2 separate regions of the Gossypium arboreum genome follow, and region 1 is linked to region 2. The links are chromatin contacts, called in public Hi-C maps. All regions are on one chromosome and are shown on one strand. Each heading gives the region's core, a stretch centred on a gene start, on an enhancer-like site or on the middle of the called end of the contact. The rest is flanking DNA. Distances are from core to core; before and after follow the strand shown. Region 1 holds the start of LOC108476961. Region 2 holds the start of LOC108459257 (F-box/kelch-repeat protein At1g15670-like).

The links. A called contact is a pair of places that touch in the nucleus more often than the background predicts.
Region 1: a Hi-C map of leaf shows a contact between it and region 2, with 3 times the contacts expected there. The contact joins the promoter of LOC108476961 here to the promoter of LOC108459257 in region 2. A contact is called at or near these places in 2 of 5 Hi-C or Micro-C datasets (both in leaf).

What each region holds. Positions count from the first base shown.
Region 1 is chr4:37,702,918-37,708,837 of ASM2569848v2, forward strand. LOC108476961 reads left to right here and starts at 2,158. Exons shown (of 1, transcript XM_017779348.2): 1 at 2,158-3,142. The coding sequence starts at 2,557. The coding sequence ends at 2,994.
Region 2 is chr4:37,553,831-37,559,900 of ASM2569848v2, forward strand. LOC108459257 (F-box/kelch-repeat protein At1g15670-like) reads left to right here and starts at 2,277. Exons shown (of 1, transcript XM_017758604.2): 1 at 2,277-3,654. The coding sequence starts at 2,277. The coding sequence ends at 3,428. LOC108460937 (serine/arginine-rich SC35-like splicing factor SCL33) reads right to left here. Exons shown (of 6, transcript XM_053027144.1): 2 at 5,842-6,004; 3 at 5,459-5,536; 4 at 4,717-4,881; 5 at 4,390-4,491; 6 at 3,945-4,305. The coding sequence starts at 5,993. The coding sequence ends at 4,182. LOC128291540 (a long non-coding RNA gene) reads right to left here and starts at 541. Exons shown (of 2, transcript XR_008281379.1): 1 at 250-541.

The DNA.
Region 1 (5,920 bases), core at 908-3,407, 150 kb after region 2:
TATATTGATTATTGGATTGTAAGCCTATTTATACATGCATGCATGTGCCTATGCCTTTGAGATGTAGTTTGTGATTGTGTATATGATGGGTTATGTTATTGGTTATCAATGCTTATTGATTTAATTGAGATGTGTTGGTACGATGATAACTAAGGTCCTAATGTGAGAAATGGAAGTAAACTTATAATTCTTAATGTATGAGAATTTGTAGGCTTGGGCTTGACAAACTATAGTGTTTTGTGTGTGTACTAGTCGAGATGATAGTGTCATGATCATGACTTGTTTTATTGTGTCTAAGTACTCAATTATGCCATGTTAAGTGCCTTTAAAGTTATGTATGTGTTTGAGTATATAAGGGTGGCAAATGACTTGGAAAATAGCCTCAAAATTGTCCATATGGGTAGACACACAAGCATATGTCTAGGTCGTGTGTGACACACGGCCTGCCCCACGGGCGTGTGATCCAGCCGTGTGTCTTTTGTACCTTAGTTTTGAGAAACAGAATCCCAGTAGCAAGCACACGGGCATGAGACACGGCCGTTTGTCTCGGCCGTGTGAGAGACACGACCATAGGACATGGGCATGTGCCCAGGCCGAAAATTAAATTTGTCACACAGCCTAGCACACGGGCGTGTGACTTGGCCGTGTGACCCTATTTTGTTGATGACGTCATAAACAGAGAGTTACACAGGCTGTGGACACGAGCGTGTCCCAAGCCACATAGGCGTGTGTGACCACACGGCCTACCCACACGGGCATGTGACCCTCCAAAGCATGAAAATTTTCTAAGTGTTGTAAAAATTTTGAAAGTTCTCAGTTTAGTCCCAAACCACTCTCAATATATGTTTTGGGCCTCGTAGGCTCGTAATAGAGATGATATGAATGTATATGAAAATTTTTAAATTTGAGTGAAAATTTATTTCACGGTTCTGGATGTTTGATTGAGTTTAAGTCCGGTAATGTCTCGTACCCTGTTCCGGCATCGGATATGGGTAAGGGGTTTTACAGAAAGCATATAAAAAATGATCCAAAAATTTTCGTACGAATACTAGACCAAAATATGACTGAAACTTATAAGTATTAACATGAATTAAACCTAAATGAATGAAACAATTATTTGCACAGAACATTCATAATATAAAAACTAATCAACTCACAAAAAATATTTGTATTGTTATAAAATAAAAGAGATAGAGAGAGTAAAGAATAAAGAAAATATGAGAAGCAATAGAGAATGTATTTTATTGATCAATGGAATTATTACAATAGTTCTCCAAAGTATCTATTTATAGGCATAATAAATATAAATGAAGTAGAGATCTAATTCTAATAACTATTAGAATTTAAAGTACATCAAAACTTATCTTGATCTTGATGGACAACCACTTAATAAGATATTATATATTTTTAAAAAATGAAAAAAACTCTTTAAAATTTAAATTTGAAATAAAAATAAAATAAAAATAATCTTTTAAAATATTTTAAAATATAAAAATTCCAAAATTTATTGTTATCTAAACCGGGCTAAATTGCTTGGATCAAGAATTAGGGATATTAGTCCAATGAGAGGTAAAAACTAGTTGACCCAAGAATTGGTATAGACTGGTTGAATCGAGCTAAAAAACTAGTTAAATTAGCAGTTGAACCAATTTTTATAAATTTTTAATATTTTATTTGCTTTGAACTGGTCGTTTCAAAAATCAATTGGTAGATCAATTCAAAATTAATTCAACTACCAGATCAATTGATTTTTTTAGCTCGATTCAAGCTGTCCGTACAAATTCGTGTGTCAACTAATTTTTTATCTCTTGTCGAACCGATGCCCTAGTCAATTTTTGTTCTAAATGGTCTGTGTTATCCAGCCTAAAAAAATTAAATTTTAGAATTTTTTTATATATATTTTATATATATTATATATTTTTGAGTTTGAAAGACTTTTTATTTTTTCATAAAGTTTTATTTAAAAATATATAATTTTTATATTTTTATTTAAAATATGAAAAAATATTAATTTAATTTTTTAATAGCTTTAAAGAGAAAAAAACTGAATATTTAAAGCTAAAAATAAATTTACCAAAATTTTAAATAAAATAAATACAAATATTTAATATCTCAAAATTAAAGAATATGTTAACTTTCAAAAGAGTAGAATAACAATTCAGATATTGAAATTATTTATAAAAGTGAGATAAAATAAAAAAGCAGATGGGATAATCTTGTAAAAGGGCAGAGGATTTGTGTCTACCGGATGGAGGAGGCGCCAGATTTTTTAGTTTCAACTATGAATTTTCATAAAAAGAAGGCATAATGGAGCTTTCCGTCCTTTTTTTTGCGTTAGTTTCGAGGATGCGGTTCATTTGTTTCTTAAACACTAGATTATGTCATTGGTATTTGGTGCTAATGGTGCAGCAGGGCACTTTATGGCAATTGATCGTCGTTATCTGACGTCCACTTTGGACAATTCCCACCACAAAAATCTAAAGCACAATTTCCTCGCTTCTTTATCTACATATAATATACATACCCAGTTGACTCAAAAGAGGAGAAAGAAAAGACATGGGTGTTGTAATCATTGACGGATCGACGGTGAGAGCCTTTGTGACTGACGACCAACAGTTCACGAAGAGCGTGGATGAGCGTTTCGCAGCTCTTGACCTCAACAACGACGGTGTCCTCTCCAGGTCCGAGCTTCGCAAGGCCTTCGAGTCTCTGCGTCTCCTGGAGTCCCACTTCGGTGTCGACGTCGCCACTCCCCCCGACGAGCTCACTCAGCTTTACAACTCCATTTTCGAGAGGTTTGATTGCGATGGCAGCGGCACCGTTGACCTCCAGGAGTTCAGATCTGAGATGAAGAAGATTCTGCTTGCTATTGCTGATGGATTGGGATCTTGCCCTATCCAGATGGTTCTTGAGGATGATGACCAAAGTTTTCTGAAGAAAGCTGCTGATCTTGAGGCTGCTAAGCTCGATCCAAACCATGCTCAAGCCTCCTGAATGATGCTCCCAGGTTGCTGAACTTGAATTTATGCTTTTGTATTTTCTTATCTTTTGCAGCTACTTTAGCTTGTTGGTATTTGGATCCATCCAAGTATATATGAATAAAAGGGTTAACGCTACGTTTAGCCCTCGAGCTTTAGGCGAATGTGAAATGCGTACTTAAACTTGAATTTCATGATACATTTCATCCAACCCTTAATTCGGTTAAAAGTATGAACTTATATGGGTAGCGTAAGGTTGAGTTGTTGAGATTCTGAAGGTATAAGTGTGAGTCCCACTACCATGTGTTTGGTTTTTCTTCCATATTTACTTTGGATTTAAGTACTACTTTGATTTTCAGTCTATAAACTCTATACATACACTTTAAACTAAATTGATTCAAATGCCTATTTTCCAAATGTATATGAATGAAAATTGTACTTGTAAACCCCTTCAAAATATATACATGTTTGCTGGGTTTTTGGGAAGAAATTAAAAAATATATTCATTTAATCCCAGAAATAGGGAAGAGAGAAATGAAACATATAAACAGTAAAGAAGAATGAAGGTGTACACAATGTGACAAAAACTTGCATTCACTTTTCTCTCTGATTGAATTTGGTATTAGATTCTGTGTATTTTTCCTTTGTTTTTGGTTGGAAGCATTTGTCTTCTTATGTTGTATTGATGAGTGATTGAGAATGATTAATTGGAGCGGATTCTGGTGATGTGTACTAGGATCTTCATTGCTATTGTTTTTTGGGCTCTGAGGAGTCTGTCTATATCTCATCCTTTTAATTAGCTTCAAAATTTATCCATCAATTATTTTAATGAAATATAACTGTCTGCATGATAATATATATGCTTCATCTTTTTCTTTTTGAACTTTTATCAACATTTTATATATTTTTTAATTTTAAATATTTTATAATTTTTAATTATTTATTAATGTGATATATATAAGGTAAAGAGTGTCATTTCAACTATGAGGGTATGTGGACTACGGCATAGATTGCTACACCACCATCATTAATCAACTTTTTTGAAATATTAAGGGTCAAATTTAGTTTAAAATACAAAATTAAATTAATAAAACATATAAACATTTAGGGTTAAATTTAATATTATCAAACGAAATATTGATTATTTAACGCGAACATGTAAGTTAGTTACTATGGAGCAATTGAACAAATAACCATTTTAATATTTTTAAAATTTGGCTTATATGTCAAAAAATATTTGAATATTAAAAATTAATTAAATTTTTATATTAAATTAGCATTCAATTGAGTCATTGTTGTTAATTAAAATAATCAATTAAGTCTTCGTTGATAGAATCCATAGTTGATCACGATGATCATTTAAAAAAAACAACGTACAAATATATGATAACACGTGACAATTTATGCTTTAATTTAATATTTTTATTAAGAATTATAAAAATTAAAATATTTAACAAATATTAAGATTGAAATAAACTTATAAAAATTATAAAAATAATATAAAATAATATAAATTTTATAAAAATATAAAAATCTAATAAATTCTAACAAAGTATAAAAATTATGAAAGTAATAAAACACAATTAGAATTTTAGAAAATGTATAAAAATTCTTAAAAGTTATAAAATTTCATAAAAATATAAAAATCATAAGTATTATTAAATATTAAAAATATATTGAAATTTATGTAAACTTATAAAAGTTATAAAATAATAATAAATAATAAAAACTTATGAATATTATAAAAATATAAAATATTATAAAATATTTATAAAGTTAATAAAATATATCTAAAATATTTAAAATTTTATAAAAACTTATAAAAATCATAAAAATTAGATATAATATCAAAATTCTAATAAATTATAAAGATTATAAAATAAAAAAGTCATTTAAACCCTAAAATCTTAATGAACACATGACATCACACTAACCATTGAATAATGGGAATATTCATAAGATCGTTAGGGTAATTTTCATGTTGAATAAAATGTTCTCAATATTCCAAAAATAAAATGATGATTGAGGGACCCTCTCCTCTTATTGATAAATTATTAATTTTGTAATAGCCAGATTTTGGAGCTAGTAGGAACAGTGGTTTTGAGACCAAGAATCCGACGTAGAAAAATTAATTTTTATTATATTTCTATGATCTATAGTTTTATGGAACTATTCTGTGAAAGTCTCGTTCGAAAATTTTGACGTTTGAGCACTCAATTTAGTCAAAAGGACTAAATTGTAAAAAGTGAAAAAGTTGAATTCTACTTGTTAAAGGTATCCAATTGCTATGAGATTTTAAATTAGAGGTCATTAGCTAGTAATTAGACCATTGGATAAGTTAGTGGACAAAAATGGACATGAATAGGTAAAATTTCAAAGTTATGCATTAAAGGCATTTTGGTCATTTGGTAAATAAAAGAATAAAAAGGGAAAATAAAGTCAAAATTTGTGTCCATCTTTTTCACCTTGGCCGATTTTTTCAAGGAGACCATAGCGAGGGTTTCTTCAACTTTCAAGCTTGATTGTAAGTACATCCTAACCCCGTTTTTAATGCTCTTTACATTTTTGAAGTCCTCGTAACTTGATTTACCTATTTCTACCATTATTTTGAAGTAGGGTTCATGTTTAAAGATTTACCCATGTGTGACATGCATGTATTTTGATGTTTGATGGAAGATATTGTATGTTTAAGGTGTGATAAATAACAAGGTTATTGACGAATAGTCCAATTCCTACTATTTTGTACTGATGTATGTTTGTGTGTAAATAATGCAATGTTATATTATGTATTTAATGCTTAATATTGCATAAATTGTACGATTGTTTCTATGGAAATATTCAACGAAGTTTTGACGATGAGAAAATCCTGGTTGAACCTTAGGAATAGTTTAGGATACAAGTGACAAGTCACTAGGAAACCATGAGTTATGTGAATTATATGA
Region 2 (6,070 bases), core at 1,027-3,526:
GTCTTACACTGGCTCTCATAATGTGGCCGATGCATGTCCCAGACATGTCTTACACTAGTCCACAAACAAATGACCCAAACGTCATGGCATGAATATCCGATTTACTTCTTAAGGATACAACGAAATTTCCACTATCTCAATTATCATTATACATTCTCAATTTCACAACCAACAATTCATGCTATATTAACTCAATACAATTCAATACATACATTAACAATGTAGTTGTATTATTTACATACAACTTACCTCTAATTACAAAATGTGGCGACTAGTCAATTTAGTCGATTTGCTTGGCTTTCCCCCGGTCTAGGCTCGAATTCAGTATTTCTTGATCTATAATAGCAAAACATACTCATTGAATCAAGAATTAAATTTAAGTAATTAAAAATTCACATCTTCGATAAAATGATCATTTTGCCCTAGACTTTGACATAATGACCAATTTACCCCTATGCTCGAAAATCATTTTTTATTGAATTTCTTCGTATCTTAAGCCTATCTGAACTCTTTTTACTCTTATAGCAACCCCAAATTCTCTCTATTTCACACATTTATCATTCATTTTACAACTTGTGCAAAATAGTCCCTTTAGATGTTTTCATGGTAATACCTTTCACAAAAGTTGTCTATTACACAACTAAGACTCATATTCTTCCATAAAATTTCAGAAAACACCCTAAATGCTCTCATGGAAAAACCCTAGAACTTCAATCATTTTGCAAGATACACCGCTCATTTGAAAGCTAATGTTACAAAGGTCTCAAAAATTCAAATATCTTCAACAAAGGGTAGGAAAATCACTTACTTGTGAGTGCTTCAAGTTGCTGAAAATTTTAAGCTCTTAAACCCCTAATTTTTTCTGAAAATTCAATGGAGAAGAGGATGGGAAAAAGATGATATCTTTTCCCTTTATTTTATTTTTAATCTAGTCAAAATTGGTCACAAACTCACCTAATTTTGACAATTTTGTCTCCTCATTGACTCTATGGCCGGCTATGCCTTCTTCCAAGGGTCTATTTGCCTTTTAAAGACCCCAAATTTTGGTTCTCTAACTATTTAACACCTTTAGCTATCAATTTAAGACTTTTGCACTTTATGCGATTTAGTCCTTTTTCACAATTGGGCTCATAAACGCTAAAATTAATTCACCAAATTTTTCATGCACTAAAATAACCATGCTATGACTCTATTTTGATAATAAAATAATTTCTCTAACTTCGAATTTGTGGTCCCGAGACCACTATTCTAACTAGCCCCAAAATCGGGCTGCTACAAAAGTGAATAAGTTCAATCATAGTTGAACTCTCTAAACTCTCTCTATATAAAAAGAAAACTGAGTAATTATTTTTCACACATTTGAATTCAAGAGAAAGTTGTAGAGAAAATTTTCTAAAGAAGTTATTTTAGAAAATTTCTGGTGATATTTTTTATTTACAATTTGATTCAAAAGTTTAGAGAAATTGTGAAATTACCCTACTGGTAAGTTTTGTTAAAATTTTTTTTATTCGAAGCGAGCCCACACTCAACAGATGTGAGTTTGAGGATAGCAGAGAAGACTACTAGGTTGAAGCGCTCATCCTAGATGAATCGAAAATGTATAATTTTGATTAAGTGTTTATTACTTTAGATATCATAACCAAGACATTATTTTGGAAAAAAAATTAAAAAATCTATTTTCTCTAAATTTATTTTCTGTTACGTTTTACAAACCTGTTTTTTCCAACACACGTTATGCTAATGTACAAAGACTTTTTTAATAGTAAAAAAATATATTTTTAATAAAATGACCAATTAACTATTTGATCTAATGTATAAATATTAATTTACCTAGGGGTGAAGCTAGAACAAATTTGTAGGAGACCGAAAGAAATTTTAATTTTTATAATTTTAAAGGATTAAGTCAAATTTTTATAATTTTAGGAGGTTACAGGTAATTTTACTTTTACTAATTTAAAAATTTTAAAAAATTAAAGGATTTAAATAAAAAATTTCATTTTAGAGGAGAGTGAGGCCCAACCAACACTTAGATTTACCTCTAAATTTACCTATTTTTTAATTGAGAGAACAAAAAGAATTAAATTAATAATGAAAAATCTTCATGATACCTTTATCTCTTCTGCGTAAAGAATTAAGCTTAAATCTTCTTCCCTACATATAATTATAATTATGGTCATAATTGATAATATTAATTCAGAAATTGCAATGTAAATGATGAAAATATAATAAGCGATAATGCATATAAAAAAGTAAACAATAACCAAAAAAGAGAATAAAGAGGACCCACTGATGAGTTGTATCCAAGCTTATCCATATCACTATCTCAGTCAACTCTTTTTCCCCTCCTTCTCTATCCATATATTCACCCATTTTTTGTTCTTTGGATAATAATATGTCATTTTATTATATTATTCAACGAGTGCTTCCCTGGTTTACCAGAGGAAATCGGAAACGAGTGCTTGACTTGGTTTCATTATTCAACTCACAGACTCGCAGTTCGGGTTTGTCGACGATGGCAAGAGCTTCTCCAAAGCAAAGAGTTTTACTATCACAGAAAGCGTAACGGATATACCCAAAAAGCAGCTTGCTTGATTCAGTTACTTAAGTGCGACTCCGATCCTGATAGGTCCAAACCAGTTGGTCCCCCAAGATATGGGATCACCGTGTTTGAACCCGTAAGTGGAACCTGGGGTCGACTTGACCCGGTCCCTAAGTACCCTAATGGGCTTCCTTTGTTTTGTCAGATAACGAGTTGTGAAGGAAAGATTTTAGTGATGGGAGGGTGGGACCCAACGAACTACGAGGCAGTGCGGGACATGTTCATATACGAGTTCACAACTCAGAGGTGGAGACAAGGGAAGCAGATGTCGGAAACTCGATCCTTCTTTGCAGCTGGTGAGTTGGATGGACGCATTATCGTAGCGGGTGGTCACGATGAGCACAAGAACGCTTTAAGAACAGCGTGGGAATATGATGCAAGGATGTTTGAGTGGAAAGAGTTAAAACCGATGAGCGAGGAGCGAGACGAGTGTCAAGGGGTGGGGATTGGGTCGGAATTCTGGGTGGTGAGTGGATATTGTACGGACAATCAAGGACAATTCGAGGGGAGCGCCGAGGTAATGGAGTTAGAGACAGGTCAATGGGCCAGAGTAGAGGAGGCTTGGAAGGCTAGCCAGTGCCCAAGGTCTTGTGTCGGAGTTGGAAAAGAGAAGCAGCTCTTCAGCTGGGCAGACTGTGATTCGGCAATACGAGCTGGTGTTTGCTCGGTCCCCTTGGGAGAGTGGACATTTGTGTCTGGATCAGCTCATCAGGGTGGTCCAACAGGGTTCTTTTTGGTTGATCAACAAACTGGAAAGTTCAACACCATAGACGGAATTTCACAACAGGTTTCTGGCTTCATACAATCCGGTTGTTGTGTAGATATCTAAGCGAAGCTGCCGTGTTCAGTCCTTCGGTGAGCAAAAGCTCACAGTAACATGTGGATATAGTAAAATATAGCAAGGATTAGGCAGGAGTATAGCATTTGTTATCATCACCGCATCAAGGAAATCTAGCGGCATCATGATAAGAGTGTATTTCTTATTTCTGTATTAAATTTCGTGACATGAATCTGTACATTACCCTTGCCTTGTCTGTATATACTTTCTTCTTCCACTTCGGTTTTTGATTTTATGAACCGCAAAGATTAATGGAGGATCCAATGGATTTCTCCATTTCAAGCAGAAACTATAGTAACAACTTGCATTATATGGCATGATGCCACCACATCAACTCTTAACCATTACCCAAATCAACATGTCATCACAGCCACAGATTTGGGTATGCCGACAAGATTAAAAAAAAAAATAGGAAGCCTATCCGTAGGCAAAATGGGCCTACCCAAATCCCAACTCGGACTCCAACAGAAACAAGCATCTAATTACCTATCCAAGAAACGACACTGATAAATGAAAAATCTCAATAAAGATCATTTAAGGATGGCGAGCATTGTCAGCATAGAATATTCAAACAGCATGCTTATGTTTTAACTTTATTACTAGCCATAATCAGCACTAGAAACTAAACAATCAACTTTGAAGTCACTCATATACTGCTGATACAAACCTAAACTTAAATCATCTAGACAATTAACGTGGAGAAATACTCCCGGATACATACTAACCCAGCCACCTTCAAATCAGTCACCTAGAATAGTCCAAACTTTGACTCCTGCTCCTACTAAAGCTCCGGCTTGGACTCCTTGAGCCATAGGGTGACCTCGAGTAAGACCGTTCTCTATATCTCTTATCTCCAGGTGAAATTGACCTGTACAAAAAACAGAAGGCAACATCAACAGGACAATTCATAAAACATAAATGCTTAAAACAATAAGAACATTGAACAGCTGACCTTGAGTAACGTCTTTGCCTAGGAGGAGGAGAATAATAGTATGGACTGCGGGAGTAACTTCGAGCATATCTTGGTGATCGAGAATAACTTGGTGGAGAGCGCCTATAAGCCCGACCACTTTAATTAATATCATGAGCATAATTTACCATGTAATCAACATAAAAAATATGCTCTAATAACACACATAATTTCTCCAACCAGAAATCCTTAACAAATACAATTTTTTCTCCTGTCTTCCTAAATCCCTTTATGTCAACATCATCTAAGAAAAGAGGCTAAAAAGTAGTGGGGGTAAAATATGAGAAATGCAAAAGAATCCATTCTCACCTTCTGCGTTCTCTTGCCCTCATTTCTGAAGGTTTCTTCCTGTTTTCCTCAGCAAATACAACAGTAAGTTCTCTTCCAAGAAGAACATAGCCATCCATATGATATTTTGCATCAGCAGCATCAGCAGGATCTAGATACTGGACAAATCCAAAACCACGTGGTTGCCTGCATCACAAAAAAGGTAGCTCGCATAAACATAGCATAAATATATAAAGGTACTATATTGCAATTCATCAGCCAAACATGCTCATTGATATTCAAAATCACAACAATGATCTTGACTCCAGAGTATCACAAAAATCATGATAGCAAGTTAATGCTTCATACAATTTAAGTAAATATGATTATGCTGCTGCTAACCTTGTGGGAGCCAAATTTTTAATTGAGTTGATATTCTTCAAGACTTGCACTTCTTCACAATGAAATCAAAACCAACTTCCTTCCAAACTTGATGCAAATTAAGGTCATCGTGAACAGTTTTCATTAGTTGAAAGTGTCTTCAACAGAGTACTCTAATACTTCATTGGTGTCTTCAACACAGTACTCTTATTACTTCGTTGGTGTCTTCAACACTTTCAATAAAAAACATCCAAATTCCCATAAACCAATGGACATAATAAAGAAACAACCCCATCACCCAAACACTCATATGAGACAGGATGAAGACACACAAGTTGACACCATCAGACACAAATACACACTGATTTACCATTTGTCAGTTACCTATAAGGATTATACTTACCCAGTATAATAATCCCGAGGCAGGTAGACGTCCTTGAGGCGACCAAATTGCCCAAAAGGTCCACGCAGATCTTCTGGCCTGCAAATGAGACATAATTAGAAATTGGCTCTACAAGAAAAGTTTGATGAGACTAAAATTTTTTACTTGTATCAAGACGATCATGTTTATTTTAAACAAAAGAACAAAGATGTACACTAGGTTTGGATTGGTGAGCAAGGAAAACAAATCACAGCATAAATGTAACACCTTTAGTTCTCCTCAAAAACCTTCGCTCTTACTTATCCCTAGAATTTATTTTAAAACAAAACCATGAGAGCATTAGGGTATTGGATTTGAGGAAATTGACAGTCTGACGCCGATAAATACGAGGGGATGGTACAAACCTGCAGTCATGGCGAAGGTTCCGAACCAGAAGACTGGTGGGAAGATCTCTACCACGACCGCCATAGCGACCCCTAGGGCTAGGGCTACGATGCCGCCTCCTTCCATAATCCCTTGGTGGCGAGGGACTGTAACTGTAACTTCTACCCCGCATCTGCAACAAACCTAAGGCATTTAATACTCACAGAATTGCTTTTAACCAAGATTAAACTGGAAAATTTTCGAGCATGG